Linked DNA regions of Mus musculus: region 1 is linked to region 2. Evidence: chromatin contacts called from public HiCAR-type data. All regions are on one chromosome and are shown on one strand. Each heading gives the region's core, a stretch centred on a gene start, on an enhancer-like site or on the middle of the called end of the contact. The rest is flanking DNA. Distances are from core to core; before and after follow the strand shown. Region 1 has its middle 13 kb from the start of Gm36834. Region 2 overlaps Rad51b (RAD51 paralog B).

Region 1 (6,592 bases), core at 1,658-4,157, 520 kb after region 2:
AAGGCAGCCAGGGAAAATTAGACACGCTGCTGAGAGAACTATCCCGATGACTTCACAGAAGGCTCCTGCTCAGAAACAGCCACTGTGTTATTGTAACTTTCACAGCCTGGGCCAAGCTCTTCCTGGTAACGGGAAGTTTGGGATTGAAGTCGTCCGTGTACCCGGCTGTTACCGAGGTCACCCTGGGAGCTGGGGCTCTTCCAAAGGAAGCCAGCATGGGGCTTCTGGGCTTGGCGGAGTGGCTGGACAGATGGACAGTCTCTGAGTAAAAAAGTCATGGTTGTAAGGCAGGCGGGGAGGCGTGGCAAGCCCCCCTGCTGCAGCTACCTTGGTGGGAGTAAGTCTTTATGGCGTACCTCTGCCACAAAGCCTCTTGGTCTCCAGAAGCCATGTTCGCAGCAGTAAGCCAAGAGCCCAGACAGAGAAAGGGCCCAAGAACTACTACCATAGCTCCCCCACATACACCAACCCCCGGACCACAAACCTCCAGGCCCACATAATTCCCAGCAATGGATTTTCTTCTTATCCACTAAACCCTGTCCATTGCCCTTCTAGCCATTTGCTCTTTTTAATCTTCCTTTTATGCAAAAAATAAACAGCTCCGTGAAGTTTCATCCCACCCTTGTCTTCCATCGGCGTGCTTCAAATGATTACGAGAAAGCTTGGTTCACGTCGTCCAGCGAACCAGTCTAACTAGGGTTTGCCTCGTGGATGTCTACCCCTGAACTGATTTTTTTTTTCTTTCCCACCACTGCCGGCTCTCAGCCACTCATCCATCTCCTGCTCATCTCTGTTGGAAACGCGACCAGCCAGGACCAGCCAAGCCAAACAGGTGTCAGTACGCACTCAGACTCTCCAAGGATGAGAGCTCTTCTGTGGCTACCAGATTGTACCCTGACGCTGGCCAGCTCCTGGCGTCTGCCCCTGGCCCTCCCAAGATGGCAGTCTATGGGGACATAGTTCAGACACTCGATCTGGTTTCTTCCAAGTCTGGTTCCATTGGCAAAATGAAACTCCCTGCCAAGAGAAAGCCAGCTTGTCTTGTCTACGAGGCACCCATGGTACCTGGCAAGTCACCCACGCTGAGATGGCAAAGGACCCTTGGAGACTTCCACACTTGGTGAGCCATTGTGAGGAGGGAGGGAGACAAAAGGAAGATTCCCGAAGCAAATGTCAGATGCTCATAACACAGTCTTATTCTAGAAAACAGCACATGGGGCAAAGATGCAATGACAAACATAAAACAACTAGTTCTTGCAAAAGGAAGGAAGGGCAGGAGATTGTACACAGGACCTTAAAAATGTAAAGCTTCCCATAGCATGGTTGTCTCACCTCTCCAGTCTGTGTGCTACTCCTCTCTTCTGCCCACCTGAATTCACATTCACAGGCTTACACACCTGGGGGACTACTATCCCTGCCTACTTTGTTGCTGTCACCCATCTTCCAGTTTCCAACTCTGTCCTCTCTGGCATCTCATCCCGCTCCCTAACAAACCTTCCAGAGGCCTGGAGATACATTGCCTCTTCCCTCCGCCTCACATCCTGGCTACTTCCTCCCTACACTTTGTTTCCACATCAGTGGCTACCCCTATCTGTCCTCTGATGCAGATGCACAGGGCCTTGCCTTTCTAATGAGTCTCTGTATCTCCAACCCTGTCTTAAAGTATTTTTGTATGCCCCAGGGACATCTCCACAGTGCTCTGAACACTGTCAGACCTTGGACAGTGCTTACGTAGTTGACTGATTATCCAAAATGGATTTTGAGGGAACAAATGGATACAGAGTCATGAGGAACTATGGAAAAGTTAAATGAAGCTGTGAGCCTGGGACCGGGCAGTTCCTTCTTGGGGGCAGTAGTTTAATGGGTTTTCCATTCTAGGCAATCCCCTGATAGCCCTAGAATCCCACAGAGACCCAAGGAGGGAGGTGGCTGGGTGAACTGTGTGCTCTGCAATCAAGCAAGACCATAAATGCAGATCCAGGCAAGCTAAGCGACGTTAGCTTTGCAGCTGCAGGTGATGAGAACGGTATTTATAGGCTCGATGACATGTCAGAAGTGGTGAGTCCCAGAGGCTGGGACTGGAGCTGGACATCCTGAGACCCCGATGTTCTGTTTTTGTTCTCCTCCCTGTCCTTCCCTCCTGGAGCCCCTGGAACTTTCCATGTAATTTGGATGAAAGCAGAAATCATCTGTTGTTTCTCAGTCCTTACTCATACTAGGGAAGGATTTAAAAATCTGCTTTGTAGAAGGGTGGTTTGTAATGAGTGGAAAGATTCTATTGCCTCAAAAACGGCATTTGCCGTTACGTCAAAACCTTCTTCAGAAATTTTCACAATTCTAGGCAGAGACAGAAGCTATTCTGTCTTCTGAGACCCGCAGGGACACAGGGCTAGGATTGGCACTGGACAGTCCTTATTGGTAGATGAACACATCTTAGACAAGAAGTTCTAGAGAATCCAGGTTCACCTGATAAAGACTTTTATTTGGGGGGTTCTGGAGAGATGGCTGGGTAGTTAAAAGCACAGAGGACTCAAGTGCAATTTCCAGCTCCCACATGGCAGCTCACAACCATATGTAACTCCAGTTCCGGGGAATCTAACGCCCTCTTTTGGCCTCTGTCAGTACTGCATGTACATGGTACACATTCGTGCAGGTAAAGCACCTATACACATAAAAATAAAAATAGATAAATCTTTGTCAAACGAACTTCCTTTTTCCATAAGCCTCTTTCTTTCATGACAGATAATAGAACCCAAGGCAAATCTACGAGGAGAGGGACCAAATCCTCTGCCATTTATGACCCAAAAAAATGCGGAAATCACTGTTTTCCTTCAGAGCCGTGTAAAAAGGACTAGCCAAAGAACAAATTACAAACAGCTACACAAGCATCAGGGAAGTCCCATAGATCATAAGGGATGGAAAATAACCATGAGATCATCAGGCTCATCTCCTGTGGGGCCTGACAGCCAGGACACAGCCGTGCAAACCCCATCTAAGAGCGTCCTGGCCATGGAGTCTCTGGCTTCGCACTGTGAACAGTGTCTCCCATGCGATCTCAGACAGGCCGCAGCTACAAACCACGGCCAGAACATTCTCTACAGGGCAGGCTGGGTTTTTTGTTTGTTTGGTTGGTTGGTTTAGGGTTTGGGTTTTTTTTTTTTTTTTCCTCACTGTTTGTAAGCAACTCTAAATATTTATCCACAGTTCACCCAACCATGCTGACCAGCGCTGTATACTAGCCAGACCTGGTCAAGCTTAAACGTGCATCAATTCCTGTAGTGACTAAGGGCAATCTTTTAGCTATCAATTCGGGGGGATGTTGGGCCTATTTTCATGGTGAGGAAAGCAAATATAGCTCCTCTGTACCAAGAAATCAAACAAAAATAAGGAGCTGAACTAGAACTTTTCTAATCAAAGGGAGTATACAGAGTGAAATACATACACAACACACTACACACACACACACAACACACACAATAAATACTCAGTGTAAAAACTTTGGAGGATACACAAAATCACAAACAGAAAACCTTCCTTCTGGTATTTCTCTTTCCATAGCCACTTCTGTTTTAGTGTGTGATGATATCGTGTTATATTATATATCATATATACAGTTATTTATCATAAGATATGCTATATATACATATCACATATATAGTTATTTGCATGTATACTTGCATTTAAGCATATTCTTAGATATCTCACTACAAATTTCCCAGGAAATGGAAGAAGTCATCAGTGTTGTCTTCTAGTTTCTTCGAAGGATGGCTCTGAGTGTCTCACAAACTTCTTCCAAGCAGGCACCACCTCCTAGTCTGTAATGTGTCCCAATACTACCATGAAATCATAACTCCAACTATAGGTTGGCCCATACAAAACCCTCATTATGCAGCTCCTTCCCCAAAGCCCATTTCTGGACATTGCATTGGGGACTAACCTTCAGTCAAGCCTTTGGGAGATGCTTTACAGTCAAACTATAATAGTACCATGGGATGGGTCAGAAGTGACTGAAGGGAGGGACTAGATGTCTAGGTACATAGGTGTGAGACAGCTAACTTGAGTCTCTAGTTGTTTCTGATTCCTTATAGGCTCGGCTTGTCAATAGAAGTGGTAAGAAAAGACCTGGTCTGGAGTTAGGACTCGGACCACAGTCACTAACCAGTTTTCTAAGGCTGGTTCGGTCCAACTCAGTTGGGTTAATTCAAAGATGTAGAAGCTCCATCACCAGTGATCTCAAAACCAAAAGAGTTTAATTTCTATACGACTGTGGTGCACAGGTTATAGAAAACGAGGCTAAGTAGATTCTGAGAGAGCCCAGCAATGAAAAAAAATCCCTGACACTGGCCCAATCTGTTGGTCTAGCAAGTTTCTGAGAGTTAACACAAGCACTGTCCATTCATCTTTTATCTCCTTGCCTCCTGCACGTCTGCATTCTCTAATCCACCTGCCTCACACACCCTCACTTCCATACCTTGCTCCCATGAGGGCTGATGCTAGTAACAAACCCCCAGGTTTGTGGTAAGAAAGTAGTAGTAGTAGTAGTAGTAATAATAGGATCATTAGTATAATGTGGTGATGTCTGATAATAGTGCTAATTAGCATCACTATTGTGTATCACGTATGCTTTTTCATAGTGTTCCAAGCACTGGGTAAGCACTTTTCATATACAGTGCTAAATTCCAACTCAAATGCACAAGCTCATAGTATGTATGGAATAACTTATGTGGTAGGTGCCACCATGAACATCATTTTACAGTGAGAAAACCCAGTCACAGGGAGGTTAAAGCGATTCTTCTGGGACTATATAGCCATCAGATGGAAGCCAAACCCCCACCCCCTGCATCCTAGTAATCTCTGACTCTCCGCCCTCACAGTTGGTGGCCCAAGGACTCTGAAGCTGGACCAAGGCAGACAACTGCATTGGGTTTGGGAAAGCAGGCTGAGTCGTAGAGGAACCGGAGAATTTAAAACTATGCGCAAGAACCTTGAAACGATGTCTCAGTAGGCAGAGGTTTCAGAGTACCTATGTATGACTTTTGCTTTGCTGCTGGGTTTGAGAGATCCAGAGTGGAATTTGCACAACTTGCACACTGCCAAGGCAGTGTCAGCGTGCAGGAAGGTATGCATGTCTGTACTCGCACGGGCCTTCTGAGGAGACACGAATGTTGAGCCCCCCCTGCTGAAGAATGCAGCAAGGGAAGGTGCCTCTGTCTCGCTCTGATGGCTTTCAAGTGAAGCTCTCTGCAGGCATCCATTCATGCGCTCTGCACCTGAGATACTGACTGTGACAAGCCTGTTGGCCCAGTATCCAGGGATTGTGTCTCTACATGCAGGCAGGGCCAGCAGGAGGGCAGCCTTATCCTCAGAAGTGGTGTGTTCTTCTCATGGGGCCATACTAGACTGGGGAGATGGCAGCGGGGTGGGGGTGGGGGTAACTGTTGAAGTGAGAGACCTTTGCAAGCACAGAGACTCAAAGAAGAATAACAGAAACCTGTGAGATGTTTCCCCCTCATTTGGCCTTGAGAGTGGCCCAGTAGAGATGTTCTTTCTTGTGGTACAGCTGAGGAAACTGTGATTAAAACTAGAAAGAGATTTTTGGAACCTCACACCTTGTCTTTCAGCTCCTATTTCAGGCCATCACATAGAGCACCATCTTGAGCATGGCAGCATTTAAAATATCAAGCAGAATGGGGACATTTTTGACCCTAACCTGGGCTTCTCCTGGGGAAACCACCTCTGGACAGTCAGCCTGGACTGTTCCATTAATTCGAGTGGTGGGGCCCAGTCTGGAGTCTGAACTGTCTGTCTGTCTGCGCTGCTTCCCCTACTGAATTGGCTGCTCTTCTCATGCTGTGACAGAATAACTGACAGAAACAACCTAAGGGAGGAAGGGTTTACCTTAGCTCCTGGTGTATAATTGTAGAGTCCGCCACGGCTGGGAAACCATGGCTGGAGAATTGGCATCGTGGGGCAGCTGATGGGATCAATCAGGAAGCAGAGAGCTGAAGGCAGTGTCAGAGCCAGCGGAGGACCCTTAAGCCCTGCCCCTACAGCCCTCTGTCTGCCAGCAAGACCCCAAACAGTGTGACTATCTGGGAACCAAGTGTTCGATCATGTACAGCTGTGGGAGGCACTGAACATTTAAAACACAGCACCTTCCCTGTCCTCTTTAATGTGAGACTACCATACTTCTTCCATCACTTCCCAAGTTGTCTTCATGGAAGGAAAATTAGGCAGTTCTCTTCATGTTCCCTGTTCATTGCTCCTTGTTGGTTCTATGCCCTATGTCCTGTGAATCCTGTGTGTAGCGACACCAAGACTGAGACCATGACCAAGAGTAAAGGACACAGGATTTACAGGACATAGGGCGTAGAACCAGAGGCACCCAGATGGGGAGTTAGCTGATGTAAGTGGGATGCTTTTACTAAGCTTTGTGTATGGAATCACTGCAGTTGCCAATGAGCCAAGGAGTGACGGACCTATTGTCCTACCTTTTTCTTGGCCCCTTCCTCCCTGCCCTGGCTTCTAGCCCCTCAAAACTATGTGAGTAATTTTATCTCAACCCCTAAAAATACAGCAAAAACAGTAAATA
Region 2 (6,984 bases), core at 2,707-5,206:
AGCTTAAGGGGAAGCTCAATAATGACAGCTGAGTTGCTCTACTACTTGCTAAATCTTCAAGTATTTATTTTTTATTTTTTAAAGGTTTATTTATTTATTTTATGTATTTGAGTACACTGTAACTGTTCAGATAGTTGTCAGCCTTCATGTGGTTGTTGGGAATTGAATTTAGGACCTCTGCTCACTCCAGTCAACCCCGCTCCAGTCCAAAGATTATTTATTGTAAGTACAGTGTCACTGTCTTCAGAAGCATCAGAAGAGGGCGTCAGATATCATTACAGATGGTTGTGAGTCACCATGTGGTTGCTAGGATTTGAACTCAAGACCTTCTGAAGAGCAGTCAGTGCTCTTACCCACAGAGCCATCTTGCCAGCCCCCTCCCCCCCATCAAATATTTATAAAACCAGAGGAAATGTGTTAACTCTTTTACATTTATTCATTTTAAAATATATGTAAAGAATACGTATACATTTTAATATACTCTAAAGAATTTATGTTATTCTTCTACATTTGTACTGAGGCCCTGTTCCTAATGTGAGAGTGAAGGTCAGAGGATAATCTGCGGTTTCCTTCTACCATGAGAGTTTCTTGGAATTCCATTTAGGTCGTCAAGCTTGGCTGCATGCCCCCTTCTCAGCGAGCCATCTGGAAAGTCCATTAAGAAGTAGTTTATGAACTCCTCCATCTAACTCATATATGTGTGATGTGCATGTATGTTGTAGGCACATATATGTGGAGGTCCAAAGTTGGCTTCAGGTTACTCCACTGTTTTGAGGCAGAGTCTCTGTGCTTATTAAGTCAAACTAGTGTAGCTACCTAGCTTGATCCAGGGATTCCCCCTCCTCAGGAATTCTGGGATTAAAAGCAGCCACCAACTTTCCTGGCTTAAGATTTATTTTAATTATGTATCTGTGTTTTGGAATGTGCACATGTGCAGGTCCCTTTGTATGTCTGAAGAAGACCTTGGAGACCTGGAGCTGGAGTTATAGGCAGTTGTGAACCTGCTGTGGGTGCTGGGAACTGAAGTTGGATCCTCTGGAAGAGCAGCAACAGCTCTTAACTGCTGAACCATCTCTCAGCCCCTGCCTAGCAGTTATGTAGGTTCTGGGGTTGAAACTCTCCTCCTCATGCTTGTTGGATGAGGGCTTTATTCTCAGAGCATCTTCCCCAGCCTTCCGTATAAGTCTTGATTACTATCCAGGCATCATAGCCCATGCCCTAATCTCAGCACCTAGATGACAGAGGAAGGAGACTCAGCAGTTCTAGGTCATCCTTACTACATAAGTTCAAGGCCAATAGTCAGCTACATGAGCTCTTTCTGACCTCTTCCCCCTAAATTCATGAATAATAGCATGGGTTTTACTGAGTGCTTGTTATATTTTCAGTACTTTTCTAAGTACTACATGGGCTCTAATTCCTCTGAACCTCCAGAAACTCAATGTTTCTGCTTCACTGCAGCAATATTACCTTCAGAAAGACCACACATTTTATGTGTAGAACACGTTCGTTCTGGAGCCTGCTGTTAATCACTATTGTGCTGTCTTTCACGTAGGATGCTGACAGAGAGCCTTATCCTCAAATAGCAAAGTGCAATAATTATTTAATTGTAGAAAATATAATCAGGTATTTTAGGGGGGGAGAGTCAGACCATTTAAAATAAATCTCTGTGTGAGAAAGGCTTTTCAACATATAAAACTTACACACCATAAAATGCAATATAATCAAATGCTTAAGGAGATTAATGTATAGCTAGAAAATCCATTATAAGCTGAGTCAAATGGCAAATGAAAATCTGGAAAAAATATCACAGACCATGGACTTCTTTTTCTAGTGCATAAAGAACATCTCCAAATAAGCAAAAAAATGATGACCAAACTTAGACCAAAACTTGGTTAAAAACTAGAGATAAATCACAGAAAAATAAAAACAAATGTATTTTAAACTTTTGAAAAACATGCTACCTTCTTTCATAGAGCTAAAAATTCAAATATCATTTGATAATAAATAAATATTCATTGATTACATTATTGAAGATCCTTAAATTTTGTTCAGGTCTGAGTTGGCTTAAGTTTAGTACCACACTATTGATAGAATGCTAAATTGTTTTATATTTTGTGGACATTTTATTAACTTTAAAAGTATGTATCCTTTCACTAAATAATCTACCTTAAGGAGTTTTTTTTTCCATTTTACTCTCATTTAAATAATATTCCTGGTATTAGTATAAGTATTATACCATTTCGTAGGATAGCAGAGGAACTGGGGGAGGGGCGGAGACCATCAACATGGGATTGACCAAATAAATTGGTCTGTATCATAGAATAGTGCAGAAAATTTTATTAAAAGAACATAGGCTTTTTACATTAGTAATGAAACAAAATCCAAGGTGCCTTGTAAATAAAGCACACCAAAAGCAAAACACCAACATGCCAGCCTAAGTTGCACTTTTTTTTTTTTAAATAGATCGCTTCTGTTTCTTAAAAGATTATTCCAGCATTGAGAAATGATATCTGGAAACACATGACAACAGAGGCTCCTCTGCACTGCCAGTCTCCTCATAGTTTATCGCATGTCCAGACACTGCCTGTTCCCCTAAAAGAAAATTAACCACATCCGTGTAAGCAATTTAACCTTTTGAAAAGTGGGATTATAATCAACTCCTGGTGGCATTTGAAAGGTTTTACTGAAAAGACCTTTACGCACATGAAACAGCGTGGGGTTTCATTTACACTTCTTGGACAGCCAGCTCTGCTGGCCCTGTTGTGATCTGACTCAGTGTTCCTGCAGGTTCTGAGTATCTCATAACAATGCATTAACTCCCTGGGTTCCATGATTAGTAGGCCGTGGGCTGGGGACCTGTACCATGATAGTTATATTATCTGGCACAAGTAGACGTTTGAAAGGTGGAAGTCCTTTTCTCAATTTAGAAGAAGTGTAATTTTTAGTGGAAGTGCATCTTATAATAAGTATACATGAAAAGTGGTGCCTTCATTTTGGAAATGTCTCAATGGAGCCAGAAATCCTGCCTGATGTAGGTTCAGCCTTGTTTTTCCCGTTCTTCCCGATGCTCCGTGAGGCAACTGAGGAAACAGGGTCATCACAGTAAGTCAAGCCTCTGCATTCCTGACGGCAGAGCACGAGTGTTAGGAACCCCCTTTTTTTCAACAGCAGATTGCTGCGATGCGGTACCTTCTGATTTCTAATGAGACACGAAGGCCTCTGTGTACAAGACAGTTTCGCACTTAGATGCTGACGGCTTTGTTCTCTGAGGCCATAGAGGTTATTTTTCCTAAGTTGGAAGAGTAGACTAGCTTCTTGGTGTACACTGAGTTTGCAAGTTTTTTTTTCTTTTTCTTTTCTCTTTTCTTTTTTGTTCTTGCTGATGTTCTTTTTTAATGATGAATAGCCCTTGAAATTCTGTAATACTAAAGGGGAAAGTCAGGTTGTCTTATTCTCATTTCAAAGATGAGATGGATGTACAGTTGAAAGAGATTATGCAACTTTCTCAAGCTCTCATGGAAAACAGGTGACAAAGCTAAATTTTCCCACACAATGTCATATTGGGATGAGAAATGCATCCTCCTTAGCGTATTACATCAATGAATCGTGTGCTTTGAGAAGCACTCGGGCCAGCGGGAACATCGCTGAACCTCATCCCAGGCACACGAGAAAAACGGTCTAAATCTAGGCCTGTGTTGTTCATTCATGTACATAGCATTCAGAACAAAGTCAGTTCTACATCAGGCCCTTGGAATCGCAGGCCGTCAGGGAGTGAGAAATTGATTGTCTTCTGTTACTTCTCCTTTTTAATCCCCTCATTTTCTCTGGTTGGTGTTCTTAGATGCCAGAGGCCAGTCGCTGCTGCCAGATGACTGGGCTCTGCTGGCTCATCAAGGGGCCGTGGCAGCACTTGTTTCCATGAGAGCTGGAAGACCAGATGCAATGGAAAAAGCACAGGCCGTTGTTTCTAAGTAGCTGGCAGTGTGATTCACAGTGGCCTGTATAATGTGAATGGAATCTGATAGCTCTTGGAACCGGGCTTCATGAGTAAAGTTACCGTGTTGGCAAGCTGAGCAGAGGCGGAGTGCTTGGTTAACATGTTCATATCCGGGCTTTTAGGAATAATCTGTGCAGTTTAACTTCAGCTCTTTCGGGTTTCCAAGTAGACTAGATATTCCTGAAAGGGGTATTGCCCAATTTCTAGGTGTATTTAAGGGATGTGATTTTTGAAGGCAAATTCCTTTTTGTGTGACAAGTAAATTAACATTAAACATCATGTATTCTGCCATGAAATTCAGTGGTAGGTTGTTCTTAGGACTCCATTTCTAGACATGCGTGGTGGCTTATGCCTTTGGTCCTAAGGCTGAGATGGCTGAGGCAGGAGGGCCTAGGAGTTCATGATAACATAACCAAGCCTTGTCTCAGCAAGGCAAAGCAAAAGGACAGTGAATCCTTCTACTTCTAAAGAAGCCCGTTCTCAGAGTCATTTAAAAGGTGTAAGAAATATAGTAGGCCCCAGGGGTCTCATGAGGGCAAATGAAAATAGAGTTTTCAAAGTAGTTGTAAACTAACAATGGAGTCACAGCAGCATAATAACTCATAATAATTCAGATGTTTTCCCAGGGATTTTCTGACTTTGACATAATAATTATGAATAAATGGTGGCTGCATTATATACACCTGTGTTTTGTAGTCATGTAGTTTCTTTATGCTAATGTTGTTGTTCCCTATAGTAACAACAAAAATATGTTCATTAGACTATAAATATTCATATTCATCCTTAGTCCTTTCCTTGTCTATCAAGCTCTATCCAGCCTTAATTCCTAATGCATTTACTGCCTTTTTTTGTTGTTGTTGTCATTTATTGTCTTTTTCTGGGTAATCACTTTGCTCTTTTGTGTGGCGGGGGGAGGGGAACTCTGGATAATTGCAAATGTCTTGCTATCCTTATGGACTAATCTGTGTTCTGTCCGCCTACATCATCACAGGCTTTATTGTGAGTCGCAGTCAGAAGAGTTCTAGGCAAATGAGAAGGGTTTTATGTTGCGACACCTCCATCAGTCTCGATTGCTGAGCTGAAGAAGAGGCTGTGCAGTGACTCTTGTGACAGCGGAGGTGCTCTGAACTCCCTGGATGGATGCCTCACCTCCAGCATCTGCTCCATCCCCAGAAGCGAGCAGCTTGTTTTCCAATCAAGGCGTACTCTGCAATTCGACCCTTTTTTTTGGAAATTAGGTATACTTTCCAGCATATATGCTTAGAGGCCCTTGGGTATTTGAACCATTTCCTAGTCTACTTTCCCAGACATAAGAGATACCATGTGTGAAGTATGTGGAATGAAAATGTCAAGGTGTTTGGGTGGGTTCTTTCTACAGAAAATATATTTGCTTATTGCAGTTTCTCTGCGAAGACTTTAAAGTGATTTAAGGACAGTTTAAAATCACCTCTTTAGAGCTGAAATAATTTATGTCTGCTGTGTAAATAGAACCTTCCAGAGTATGAACCGATGAGCCACCTCAACTCCCACCTCTTTTATGAAGCCTTCCTCAGTGCCCTTGTTAATAAGAAGAGTAGTCATCCTCTGCTTGCCTTTCCCAAAACACATTGACCTTTCCTGAGCGTGGTAATATCATAGCCCAGTCGACCTTGAACTCCAGTTCTTTCATCTCTTTCTCGTTCACTTTTGAAATTAGAGAAGGGCTTTTGTTAGGCTCATGCCCCCCCCTCCGCCCCAGCTATACATCCCAACTGTTGTACTACCCCATGCCCACCCTACCTGGGTTCCCCTCTGCCTATTGCCTCCTCAGTGCTGCGATTATATGATCTTAAAAGCAATTGCCATCCACATACTGTGGAATGATTCATTTATGTAGCTGTCTCTTCTATTACACTCTGAATTCCATGGGGACAGAGCCATGCTTCTCCACCTGTGTTTCCCAGGGCCAGGCGTGGTGCTGGCACACAGAATTACGTTTCTATTGGATGAATGCTGGACTTTATTCATCTTGCGTATATATGGATTTGGAAAGGCAAAAGCCCATTTTCCACAGTTAACTGTACTGCAAAACAGTTTGAGGAAACTATTGCATCTTATAGTAACATATCCATGTACATCTCTGGAGAGCTGTGAATGCCAGTGTATTCCACTTCATTACATTTATCTTTCATGGCAGGAAAGTTATGTTTGTTTCCTTTTACTTTAAAACCCAAATTTGGTAGTCTGTCATTTCTTGTAGAAGGTTAAAAGTTGATTCAATTAAACTTTTTTTTTGAATTCCCATTATATCTAGTGATAGAACTGCCTGTCAAGTGGCCTGTTCTACCATTTTCCACCTAAGAAATGTAAGCAGCCTGTGTCTTGGCATCACACCTAATGCCCAAGTTCCCACCATAGCGCCTAGAGAGTATGAGAGGTGATCAATAAGTATCTACTGAATAAAATGTATCTATGAACAATTAGAAAAACCTATAGAATTTCTTCAGAGTAGAAGTTGGTTTTACTGTTTGGGAAGGGTTGGTGGGGTCCAATGAATTTTCAGCTTCAAACAGCTGGAACTGCTTGAATATGATATTGCAGACTTAGCATGTGAGTCTGGCATTAGTTGTACCCCCGTCCCTCCCCAAATTGATACTGCTTCCTTTGTTTAGGAGCTTAATATTACTTCTTTTTGTATCGCTTAAACATTTCCCTAGAGAAACAGACCTTCAGAAAAGGTAACATAAGGAGACACCAACTGGATCCCCAAAGCTCCCCAGCCAGTGCATCTTTTGTAAGTCACATCAAATAGGGTAGCTGCGCAGGATTCCCTGTGAAGGGCTTAGAGATGTTCGTTATCTCTGTTCTTTAAGGAAATGACTTTGTAAAAATATATTACTGTCAAGCAAGTAATTGTCTTATTCTCAGCAACATGAAGCATTTTAACCTCTCAAGATGATTTTAGTAACTCTCTGTTTTGAAATGTAGTAAGTAGTTTGTCATTGAAA

The links. HiCAR-type assays count read pairs that join an accessible place to other places.
Region 1: a contact with region 2 is called in a HiCAR-type map of fibro-adipogenic progenitors, with 4 times the contacts expected there. The contact joins two enhancer-like sites. A contact is called at or near these places in 2 of 115 datasets of contacts at active chromatin or transcription factors (bone marrow-derived macrophages and fibro-adipogenic progenitors).

What each region holds. Positions count from the first base shown.
Region 1 is chr12:80,002,819-80,009,410 of GRCm38.p6, forward strand. No RefSeq gene overlaps it. Among named protein-coding and RNA genes, the nearest start is that of Gm36834, 13 kb to the right of the region's middle. Within about 2 kb of position 2,908, at least 33 of the 459 cell types and tissues checked have an H3K27ac peak or open chromatin away from gene starts, as enhancers often do. A contact at or near this core is called in fibro-adipogenic progenitors, where this site is marked.
Region 2 is chr12:79,485,090-79,492,073 of GRCm38.p6, forward strand. The region is part of intron 7 of Rad51b (RAD51 paralog B); the gene reads left to right. Among named protein-coding and RNA genes, the nearest start is that of Rad51b, 190 kb to the left of the region's middle. Within about 2 kb of position 3,957, at least 102 of the 459 cell types and tissues checked have an H3K27ac peak or open chromatin away from gene starts, as enhancers often do. A contact at or near this core is called in fibro-adipogenic progenitors, where this site is marked.